2 separate regions of the Sus scrofa genome follow, and region 2 is linked to region 1. Evidence: chromatin contacts called from public Hi-C data. All regions are on one chromosome and are shown on one strand. Each heading gives the region's core, a stretch centred on a gene start, on an enhancer-like site or on the middle of the called end of the contact. The rest is flanking DNA. Distances are from core to core; before and after follow the strand shown. Region 1 holds the start of HFE2 (hemojuvelin). Region 2 holds the start of ANKRD34A (ankyrin repeat domain-containing protein 34A).

Evidence for each region. A called contact is a pair of places that touch in the nucleus more often than the background predicts.
Region 2: a contact with region 1 is called in a Hi-C map of skeletal muscle, with 4 times the contacts expected there. The contact joins the promoter of ANKRD34A here to the promoter of HFE2 in region 1. A contact is called at or near these places in 3 of 5 promoter capture datasets (fetal liver, fetal skeletal muscle and liver), 30 of 47 Hi-C or Micro-C datasets (adipose tissue, alveolar macrophages, blood and 16 more) and 2 of 2 datasets of contacts at active chromatin or transcription factors (alveolar macrophages and skeletal muscle).

Annotation. Positions count from the first base shown.
Region 1 is chr4:99,324,165-99,329,532 of Sscrofa11.1, reverse strand. It overlaps HFE2 (hemojuvelin), which reads right to left and starts at 1,544. Exons shown (of 4, transcript XM_005663519.3): 1 at 1,320-1,544; 2 at 1-46. All of the region lies in intron 2 of LOC106510173 (a long non-coding RNA gene), which reads left to right.
Region 2 is chr4:99,375,567-99,380,382 of Sscrofa11.1, reverse strand. ANKRD34A (ankyrin repeat domain-containing protein 34A) reads right to left here and starts at 2,828. Exons shown (of 4, transcript XM_021089938.1): 1 at 1,452-2,828; 2 at 1,064-1,278; 3 at 898-961; 4 at 1-515. The coding sequence starts at 399. It overlaps POLR3GL (DNA-directed RNA polymerase III subunit RPC7-like), which reads left to right and starts at 84. Exons shown (of 10, transcript XR_002343450.1): 1 at 84-213; 2 at 2,865-3,035.

The sequences.
Region 1 (5,368 bases), core at 295-2,794:
ATGACCCTCCTACCTAGTGAATTTTGACCAGACGTCCTGTAAGGGGCTGAAAAAAGAAATTTGGCTGTGCAGGGGGAAAGAGAAGAGTTGAAGATTGTTCAGAATGGTGTGAAGAGAATCTGCGGAGATCAAGAAAAGTTTGAGCAGACTGGAGTTTGGGGAGAATGGGGGTCCCTGAACTAAAAATGTGGCTGTTAAGCCTCTGTGACCTGCTTTTGTGGCTACTTTCAGGTCCCTTATGCAATACTCCTAGGTGGGGGTGGAAGAAAGGTTGAATTGACTGGGGGGGGGGGGGCAGAGTCCACTGTATTGCCCCATTCTGAGCTACCAATCAGCAGAAATGTCAAAAAAAAAAAAAAAAAGAGGAATCATGTGGATAGTGGGTTCCCCAATAGAATTAGGATCTGAAAAGTACTTCAGAAACATACCTCTTACTTGCCCTTCCCCATCAGGATGGGATACTCTCCAGGGGTCATTCATTTCTTTTTCTCCTTTGTGTCAGAATTCTCAGCAAGAAGTTGTAAAGGTGGTATACACATCCCCTCTCTAGAATACCAGTATTCAAATGAAAAGGGAACCCATCTCTTTCATATACTCTAGAGAGCTAAAATTATATCTCTCTCTCATGGAATAATGGGATGTACACCAAGCATGCAAATCAATGTTTGTTGTGGGTCAACAGTTCTTGTATTTTTCCAAACCTTACTGAAGAATCATTCATTCCATTAATCTTTCCTTTGCAAGTTTAGAAGTTCTCAGTCTTTTGATGTGGATGGGGCTTGAGGAGGGACTAACTCTCTCTTGCCAAACTACCCTCTCCAAGGGTAAGGATATGACTGAGGGAGAGTCATGTAGGAGGGAGAGTAGGATGACTGAGACTAGAGTCATGGGGAGAAATCATTTACAACAAGGAGTAGCCCTACCCTTAGAAGCCCAACGTGAAGGGCACTACTAAGTAGGAGCAGGGTAGAAGGGTAGCAGTGACTAATCATCTGAGGTTAAATTTGGCCTTGGTGAGAAAACCACAGAATAGGAGATATGGGAACCTCCTACTAAAGAAAGAGACTTCACTAGTAGTCTTGAGGCAACCAGATGAGGAGAGAGCCAAGACTCCCAAAGGAGAGACAGAAATTTAAACTTCTAATGGCCAGAGAACAGAAAGAAATAAGACAGAAGGAGAAATGGACACTGGGGCACCTCAGTATGGAAGAGATCCTAGCTTTCAGACCAGAGACATCCAAGAAGGTGTCTTAATTTTATGAAAGTCTAACTTCACTCCAAAAGCTTATTAAAGGAATTGCAATTTCATTTTGACTTACTGTTTCCAGACGTCAAATATTAGTCTGATATCCAGTTCTCCAGCCATGACTGTCTACTGTGTCAGTCAGCTCCAGCCAGGGGATCCCCCGTCTCTTTCTCCATGTCTTCCCCAGGTCCCCAGACCGGTGGCAATCTCACTGAGGTCAGGGAACCAGAGAAGGTCTGATGTGGGGGGAAGGGAGAGTATATGGCTGGCCAGAGTACTGGACAGCTGAGCGGGGGAGGGAGGTGGCTACTGAGTTGACTGTTTTAAAAATAGCTAAGTCCAAAATTCCAGGAACATTGGTGGGGGTAGGGTGTTGGAGTTGGGGGAGTGGGGAGGGTAGGAGGATTGGAAAGAATATGGAGTATAGGGTGCCAAGTGCGGAAGGGGGGCAGAAATATGACAATCAAGTCAGATGTCCAATTTGAGCTTATATAATTCTAGTTAGTGCCTACTTCAGGCAGCCCTGAAGTATTGTTAAAAATGAGCTCTTGACCTTTAAAAATTAGAATGGACAATTGTATACATTTTGTTCATCACCTTCAAGCCTGCTATGTTAAATATGGCATTTAGTTTCTACAGAACACATCTAGGAGGTAGCTGACTTTAAATAAGGTCCATAACAGAGATAGTTCACAGCACCCCCACCCCCCATCTTTGCAGAGTAAATCAGATGGACTAAAACAGCCAGCTGTCTAGAGAAGAAATCTGAGCTCTGAGTTGTTTAGGATGAGGGTTTGTTTCAGTCTACTAGCTCAGATCCTTGCAGCTGTCTACCCTACATCCTCCATTTTCATTCCCTTATTTATACAGCAATTCCTCTTCCCCAAAATACACACAAAAATATAAGCTCCTGAGTTGCTGGGGGGAGAAGGCTAGGAAGGGCAAGAAGAAGGAATGGGGATAGAAAATTTGAAGGTTATTAATCCACAGAGGAGAGGACCTTGGAGAGATAAACTGAGAGAAAAAGAGATTCAGAAAGATATTTTTGTGGAGTAAGATAATCTGGTGACCTCTTATAAGATGTTGCAGTCAAGGAATTTAGCCATGTCATATTTTAGCAGCCATAGGCATCATCACCTCTTAGTATTTGCCAAGTGAAATTAACACAAGGGCCGACCTCAAATAGTGTCACTAATGCATCTGCATTAATTTGCTCTATACTTAATTCAGAATCTAGAGGCCCACGGAACACTCTTCTCTTTATTTTACATGTGTATCTGAAAATTTTAGTTTTTCTCTTGATGCCATGAAGCCATATCACAAGGGTTGTTTTTGGGTTTTGTTTTGGCCGTACCCATGGCATGCAGAAGTTCCCAGGCCAGGCCAGGGATCAAACCCTCACCACAGTGGTGACCTGAGCCACAGCAGTGACAACACTGGATCCTTAACCTACTGAGCCACCAGGGAACTCCACAAGGGTTTATATTACAAAAGTGTAAAATGACTCCAACCAAACTATCCAAGTGACTTTAAAACACAATAATTTGGGAGTTTCCTGGTGGCCTAGTGGTTAAGGATTCAGCATTGTCACTGTAGTCAAATAAATAAATAAATACAATAAGTTGACTATGAAATCCCAAGTGAGATTACTCTAAGGACAAAAAGAAGTGCAAAATATTTTAAAGCAGTCATGTTGGTGGTAGTGTTGGTATTGCTATTCTGAAAGCTTTGTGGGTATATCGTGGGATAAAACAAATGAGTAATTACATTCTTGTGAACCAGGATTTTAGAGGTAGCATAAAGAGGTACAGATTTATGATTGAAGTAAAAACGCTACAATTCTGAATTTAAATTGGAAGTATAACTCATAGCTATACTTTTATGTACAGTATATCCTCACAGTTTTACAGAGTACACAGGCTATATTTTATCCTCAAACATTTCCTAACTTTATCTTGAAAAGGCCTAGAAGCAATAACCCAGTAGCAATGAACACCACTAGTGTCCAAACTGAGCTATCTCAATACTATTTCAAAGACTGTTAGATTTCTATCAAAGAACTCAGAAGAAACTAGAAGAGTTCCCTCTGATCAAAGATGGGACAATTTGAGTGTGAAAAAGGATACCACCTGCAATGGATCTAAACATGTCAGATATATTTAAATGAGTTCACAATGATACTTAAACATCCAAACTCATTTGTTATTGCTGGAGAATGCTAGGGGAACAACTCATTATTTTGAAACTGGAAAGAATCAAGTATTTATCCTAGTTTTTTCTATGGGAACTCAAGACGGGAAATTTTCTCTTTATAGAAGTTTTCTAATGAGTGAATGAAGAAGGAATGGCATGATTACAATATCAACATTTTGGAACTCCTAATGAATTACTGTATGTAGGCAATGATCAACAGCTGTTATCCATCACAAAAGGAGAGACAAACTTATCTTCCTGATCACAGGTGACTCCATGATACAATTCAATCTATGAAGTAGTCTCTCCCCCCCAAAAAAAAACCTACAAAAAATAAACAAACCTACAAAAACAAATACACACGCACAGACAAAACCAAAACAAACAAACAAACAAAAAAACCCTTCAATCTGAATCTGATCAACTGCTGGTCTAGAGCTACTACTTATTTGCAAGGAATGTGACAGACATCAAATGATACCTCAGAGGTACAAATCCAGACTGTGGGGATAGTCTTCAGAACAAGGTTGAGAATCACTAATCTAAAGCAATGGAGAAGAAAAAGAACGTGCAGGCAGACAAGAAATAGTGCAGATGAGAGGAAGAGTTGAGATTGATGTTATCTGGCATTAATTATATGGGAAAATCTGATGTCATAAAGGAATTGGGGACCCATATGGATCTTAAAGCTCCAAGTAAAAGAGAATCCTAAATAATTTGGAGAGGAGATATCATCAGTTCTAATGCTGGCTTTGCTGCTGGTGTGCGGCAGTCATTTCTAAAATTTCTTCCTGGAGTTCCCGTCGTGGCTCAGTGGTTAACGAATCAGACTAGGAACCATGAGGTTGCGGGTTTCTAGCTCAGTGGGTTAAGGATCCAGCTTCGCAGTGAGCTGTGGTGTAGGTTGCCGACGCTGCTCGGATCCCAAGTTGTTGTGGCTGTGGTATAGGCTGGCGGCTACAGTTCCAATTCAACCCCTAGCCTGAGAACCTCCATGTGCTGTGGGTGCGGCCCTAAAAATAAAAATTAAAAAAAAAAAAAGTGAATTGTGGTAAAATACACATAACATAAAGTTTTCTATATTAACCACTTCTTTATATTATTGAAGTATGATTCATTTACAATGTATTAATTTCAGGTGTACAGCAAAGTGGTTCAGTTATGCATACGCATATATCTATTTTTTCAGATTCTTTTCCTTTATAGGTTATTACAAAATACTGAGTATGGTTCCCTGTGCTATACAGTAGGTCCTTTTTGTTATTTATTTTATATACAGCAGTGTTATATATTAATCCCAAACTCCTAATTTATCCCTCTCACCTCTTTTTCTCCTTTGGTTACCATAAGTTTGCAGTCTATGTATGTGTATCTTAACCATTTTTAAGGGTATAGTTCGGTAGTATTAAGCACATTCACACTTTTGTGCAACCAATCTCCAGAACTCTTTTCATCTTGCAAAACTGAGCCTCTATACACATAAATGTAAACTAGACCTTTTGAGATAACTATAGCTTTACATATAGTTGCAAGAAATAATACAACCCAGATACCTATGGTCAATTAATCTTCAACAAAGGAGGCAAGAACATAAAATGAGAAAAAGACATTCTCTCTTCAGCAGGTGGTGCTGGGGCAACTGGACAGCTGCTTGTAAATCAATGAAACTAGAACATACTCTCACACCATGCACAAAAATAAACTCAAAATGGCTTAAAGTTTTAAACATAAGACATGACACCATAAAACTCCTAGAAGAGAACGTAGGCAAAACATTCTCTAACATAAACTGTACCAATGTTTTCTTAGACCAGTGTCTCAAGGCAATAGAATAAAAACAAAAATAAACCAATGGGACCTAATCAAACTTTGCACAGCAAAGGAAACCATAAAAGAGTGAAAAGACAACCTAAGAGATGGGAGAAAATA
Region 2 (4,816 bases), core at 1,579-4,078, 50 kb before region 1:
GGCGTCCAGCAGCGTGGCAAGGGTTTCGCGATCCCCGCGGTCCAGGGCATGGACAAGCGCCGAGGCGCCAGCGTGATCTCGAACTGAGGGGTCTGCGCCGTGGGCAAGGAGCAGAGAGGCCACCGCGGCGCCCCCACCGCCGGCACAAGCGTGCATGAGCGCGGTGCGCCCTAGGCGATCTGCGATGTTGGGGTCCGCGCCTTGCTCCAGAAGGTAGCGTACCATGCGCGCCTTGTTCTGGGGGTCGTCGTAGCGGGCCCGACAGGCCGCCATTAGCGCAGTCTCCCCTTGGGCATCACCCTCATTCACATAGGCGCCCCCCTCCAGAAGCAAACGGGCCAATCGTAGCTTACCCTGACCCACGGCCCGAAGAAGAGCGTGGCCCTCGGTATGCAGCATAGCTGCCGCTGGGGCGAAAGCACCGATGGAGCCGGGACTGGGACCTGCCGAGGATAGCTAAGGGCGTGTGGGTGATGGCTGGCAGAGGCCTGAGGGCTCAGTGGCGAAGCCAATCCCTGCAAAAAAGAGAAAGATCTTATTGACTGATTCAGGCAGGGAAACTGAGGCACGGGTTGAAGGACCGGCATGGGGCGGGGGAGAGCTCCACGTCATGGCACACAGTCCTTCTAACTCATGCCTTTGAGCCACCCCCATCCCCCCAGCGCATGCCTGAGGAGGTGGGAAGGGTGCACCCGCATTGAAGGATGAGCGCGCGTGCAAATGCGTACGTGCACGCGCAGGGATATCCGCACCCCCACCCTCACCCCACGGCTTATCAGACCTTTCCAGCATCCCCCTTTTCTTATCCGCACTTGGAATCCCCCTTTCTAGGATGCTGAACGCCACCCACCCACACACATGCACCCATACATTCACACACACAGTCCCATTCCTAACCTCTTTTAGGTTGCCACAGCCCCATAAATTGAATGGGGGGAGGGAGGCAGCTTGCGTTTGGGACCTAAAACGGGTAGGGGGAGAAGTGGGGGGTTCTTTTGCCCCTGCTATGTTCCCCATCACTCCTTGCTCTTTCCCCTCCCAGGCAGTTCACCCAAATAGATACCTGTATGTCCGCAGAATCTCCACCGGGCCAAGACTGAGGCCAGGGCCACGGGGCAGCTGGGGTGGCGGAGCTTGGTTCCAGGGGTCCCACATGGCGTGGTGGTGGTGGGGGGTGGACCCGGATTCCCTTGGTGTCAGTATCTGCGCCCGGGCACAGAAGCCTGGTCCCTCCTCCCAGTGCGCCCCGGGCACAGCGCCGGCTCCGGAGGAGAGAAGCTGGGGGGGGGGGGGGGCGGAGCTCTGCCTCGCTATTTATATCCCAGTCTCTGCGGGTGGGGGCGTCGGGCACCAAACCGTTACCCCACCCAGGCACATATAAACCCTCAAAAGCTAGAGGCTCCAATCCTGACTTCCCCTGCTTAGACGACCTCCCCTCAGCCACAACAAACCTAAGTGTTCCTTGGGAGTCTCCTCCGCGACCTAGACTGGGGACCATCCCAATTCTTCGTTGAGCTTCAGCAGATCCCTATTCTCGGAGCTTGGTGTATTGATGTGCGCCTGTGCACCAGACCTGATCTGCCACACAAGGCACATGGCACACTGTGCAGAAAGGTAGAGAGAGGCGATGGGGGTCCACAGCCAGAGTCCTTACTGTGCTGAGAGAGGCAAGAGCTCTGGCTGCCTTCTCCTAGTTTAAATGTCAGGGGGAACTGGAGTCAGACACAGCGATAGATCTTCATTCCACCTCCCAAAAATGGAACATGGAGCACAGATAAACTTGGACCTCAGCTCCCTGTACAGACCTTAGATAAGTATGAGGAGGCTGGGTGTTTGGGGTCATTTTTAGATATGGCGAGGGGCATCCTCAGGTGCCTCCTCATATTCTTGGAGGGATTGGGGGAGAAGAGAAATAGAAAAGGGGCAGAGAAGAGTGAACCTTGTAACACATCCTCTCTCATTGCATCTCTTTACTCTCAGTCTTTCTTAGACTCATTATTTTTCCATCTTACTTGAAGGTCTCTGAGTCGCTTCTTAAAGTCTTCTTTCTCCCTGTCTGTAGCAGTCCTTTTCTCACACTGTCTGTCTCTGCCTTCTCCTCACCACCTGCCCTGTCTCCATGGTTACCACAGCTTCCATCTGCATATTTTAGGAATGAGTTTGTGTCCAGCTGGAAGGCATCAGGGGGAGTGGGGAGGGGTTGAAGAAAAAATCCTAAGGGTTTGATTAACTCACATGAAATAATTCAGAGGCTGGAGGCCACTAGATACAAGATACTGAAAACAATGTTCCTGGAGAAGGGGGAAAGAGAGATATTTGCAGGAAAGCTACCCATTTTTACTAGCTACCATTTATTGGACACCAGCTATGTGCCAAGTACTTTATATACATTACCTCCAAACCTCACGACAACACTATAAGGTAGGAATTAACTTCTTGCTATGGATGAAGAAACTGAAACAGCAAATTTAAGCAAATTCACCAAAGCCTCAGAGCTCTGTTTCGGGTCAATTCCAAAGACCAGGTGCTTGACAGTCCACCTACAGCTTTCCTACTCCACAGGCTTCTCTCCCAGGGCTATTTTCTCTGACATCTAGGTTATTATTCTTGACTAGATTCTATCTCTACTCTGAACTCTCTCTGTTTCTGGGGGTGGGTGTGTGTGTAAGTGGGGCTCCTCCTCCCACTGTGCCCCATTTTACCAGAGGAGCTGGAAGGCAGTGGGAAATGCAGGAAACACTAGGCACCTGCCCAGCTTCCTCAGCTCTGATTATCTGATTCCTAATCCTTTCCTCCCTAAACCCTCTTTGCATCTTCTCACAGACATGGCAGCAACTTAAAGAATTTTTTTTTTTTTTATAAAGAAAAGACGTATTCATTGGTGGTACTGGAGAGAAGCAGTGCAGGACTGAAGGGAAGGCTGGAGTAATGGAGGAGTGGCCAAATGTGAAGACAGAGTCACCGAAGGACTGATCCTAAGGAGCAGGTTTCATAGAAGTTCATTTCTGTGGAAGCTCCCTCAACAGAGTGCTTTGGTGAGATCCGAGTGTCGGGTTCCCTCTGTGCACTCCCGCTAGCCGAGGGGTTCTCCATCTGAAATAAGGTCTGAAATGACTGACCCCAAGGTGATTCTTCCAGCGCGTGGAGAACTCACCCAAGCCTGAGTTCCAGCTAACTCCCTCCCTCCTTCCCCTCCGAGGCTTCAAGTGGGCGGGCCTCCCTCCCCGGCTTCTCCTAGATTGGTCAGGAGAACCCACCAATGGGGAGCTCTGGGAGGCGGACCTAGAACGCCACCAGATTGAGGAAGACAAGCAAATTTCAAGTTGGCTGCGGCGTGGGCTCCGTGGGGAAGGGGCAGCAGGTAAGGCTTCGACTTGGTGGCTCTGACCTGGTTCGGTCTCACACCTCCCAAACGAGTTCACTAGGTCAAGCTGCTAGATAGATAGACAACGTTTTCCGGCAGCCTGTTGGATCAGCCCCCTTCTAGTTCCCTACCCTTTTCCTCTGGGCTCCCATTACTAGGTTGATTGTATACCAGAGAACCATAGTTTTCTTTTGCGCAAAGGGGAGGTATATTAAAGCAGAAAGTGAAAGACTTGCTCTGGCGCCTCTCTTTGCCCTGGTATCAGGCTTTCCCTGAGTCTATGAATATTATTCCCCTAAGAGCCTGACAAACTCCTGTTATCTGTCAAGACTCTGATGAAATATTACTTCCTACCTGTAGCTTTCCTGGACTACCTTTTTTTTGTAGAATTAATTGTTCCCCAGTCTGACGACAGCATTTTATGCACACTTCTACTGGAGTACTTGTGCCCTCTTCGTTTTTAGCATTTTTGTTCTTCTTAGAATCTAAGGTTTCGGAGTTTGAGTCATGGCTTCGCAGTTATGAACCCAACTAGTATCCATGAGGAGGTGGGTACGATCCATGGCTTTGCTCAGTGGGTTAAGGATCAGGCGTTGCTGTGAGCTGTGGTGTAGGTTGCAGATGAGGCTTGTATTCCACAGTGTTGCTGTAGCTTTGGCAATAGGCCGGCAGCTGCAGCTCTGATTCAACCCCTAACCTGGGAACTTCCATATGCTGCAAGTGCAGCCCTAAAAAGCAAAAAAAAAAAAAAAAAAAAAAAAAAGAATATAAGTTTTTGTAGGGCAGGTTCTATACTTAATCCACAGTGCCAAATAAAACTTAATTGGATGGAACTGATTGGGGAGGAAGCATTTAAAGCCCTGAGATGATTAGGGAACAATTAATAAAAGACAATAAAATACAATACAGTATATAATTATGACCTCTTAAATTAGTGGTTCATAATAATAGCTCCCACAGTCCTGAGAAGGGAGAAAACCAAGAGGACTGGGACTGTGAGGGGAGGCTGTAGGAATCTCAAGGTCTAAAGCCTGGAACAGCCCTTAGAAATCACATTTTCTTTCATTTATTGAGCATCTAATATATGTTAGACACGATACTAGACAATGGGGATCTTAGTGAATCCTCTGCAGTAGCCATTCATCCTTCCTCTGATAAACCATATTTAGTAAATTGTTATTCAGCTTTGATTTATCTACCAAAAGAACTTCTGATCTCACTTTTTTTGGTTTTGTTTTTTTTTTTACCTATTTCTTGGGCCGCTCTCGCCGCATATGGAGGTTCCCAGGCTAGGGGTTGAATCGGAGCTGCAGCCACCGGCCTACGGCCTAGGCCAGAGCCACAGCAATGCGGGATCCGAGCCGGGTCTGCAACCTACACCAGAGCTCACGGCAACGCCGTATCGTTAACCCACTGAGCAAGGGCAGGGACCGAACCCGCAACCTCATGGTT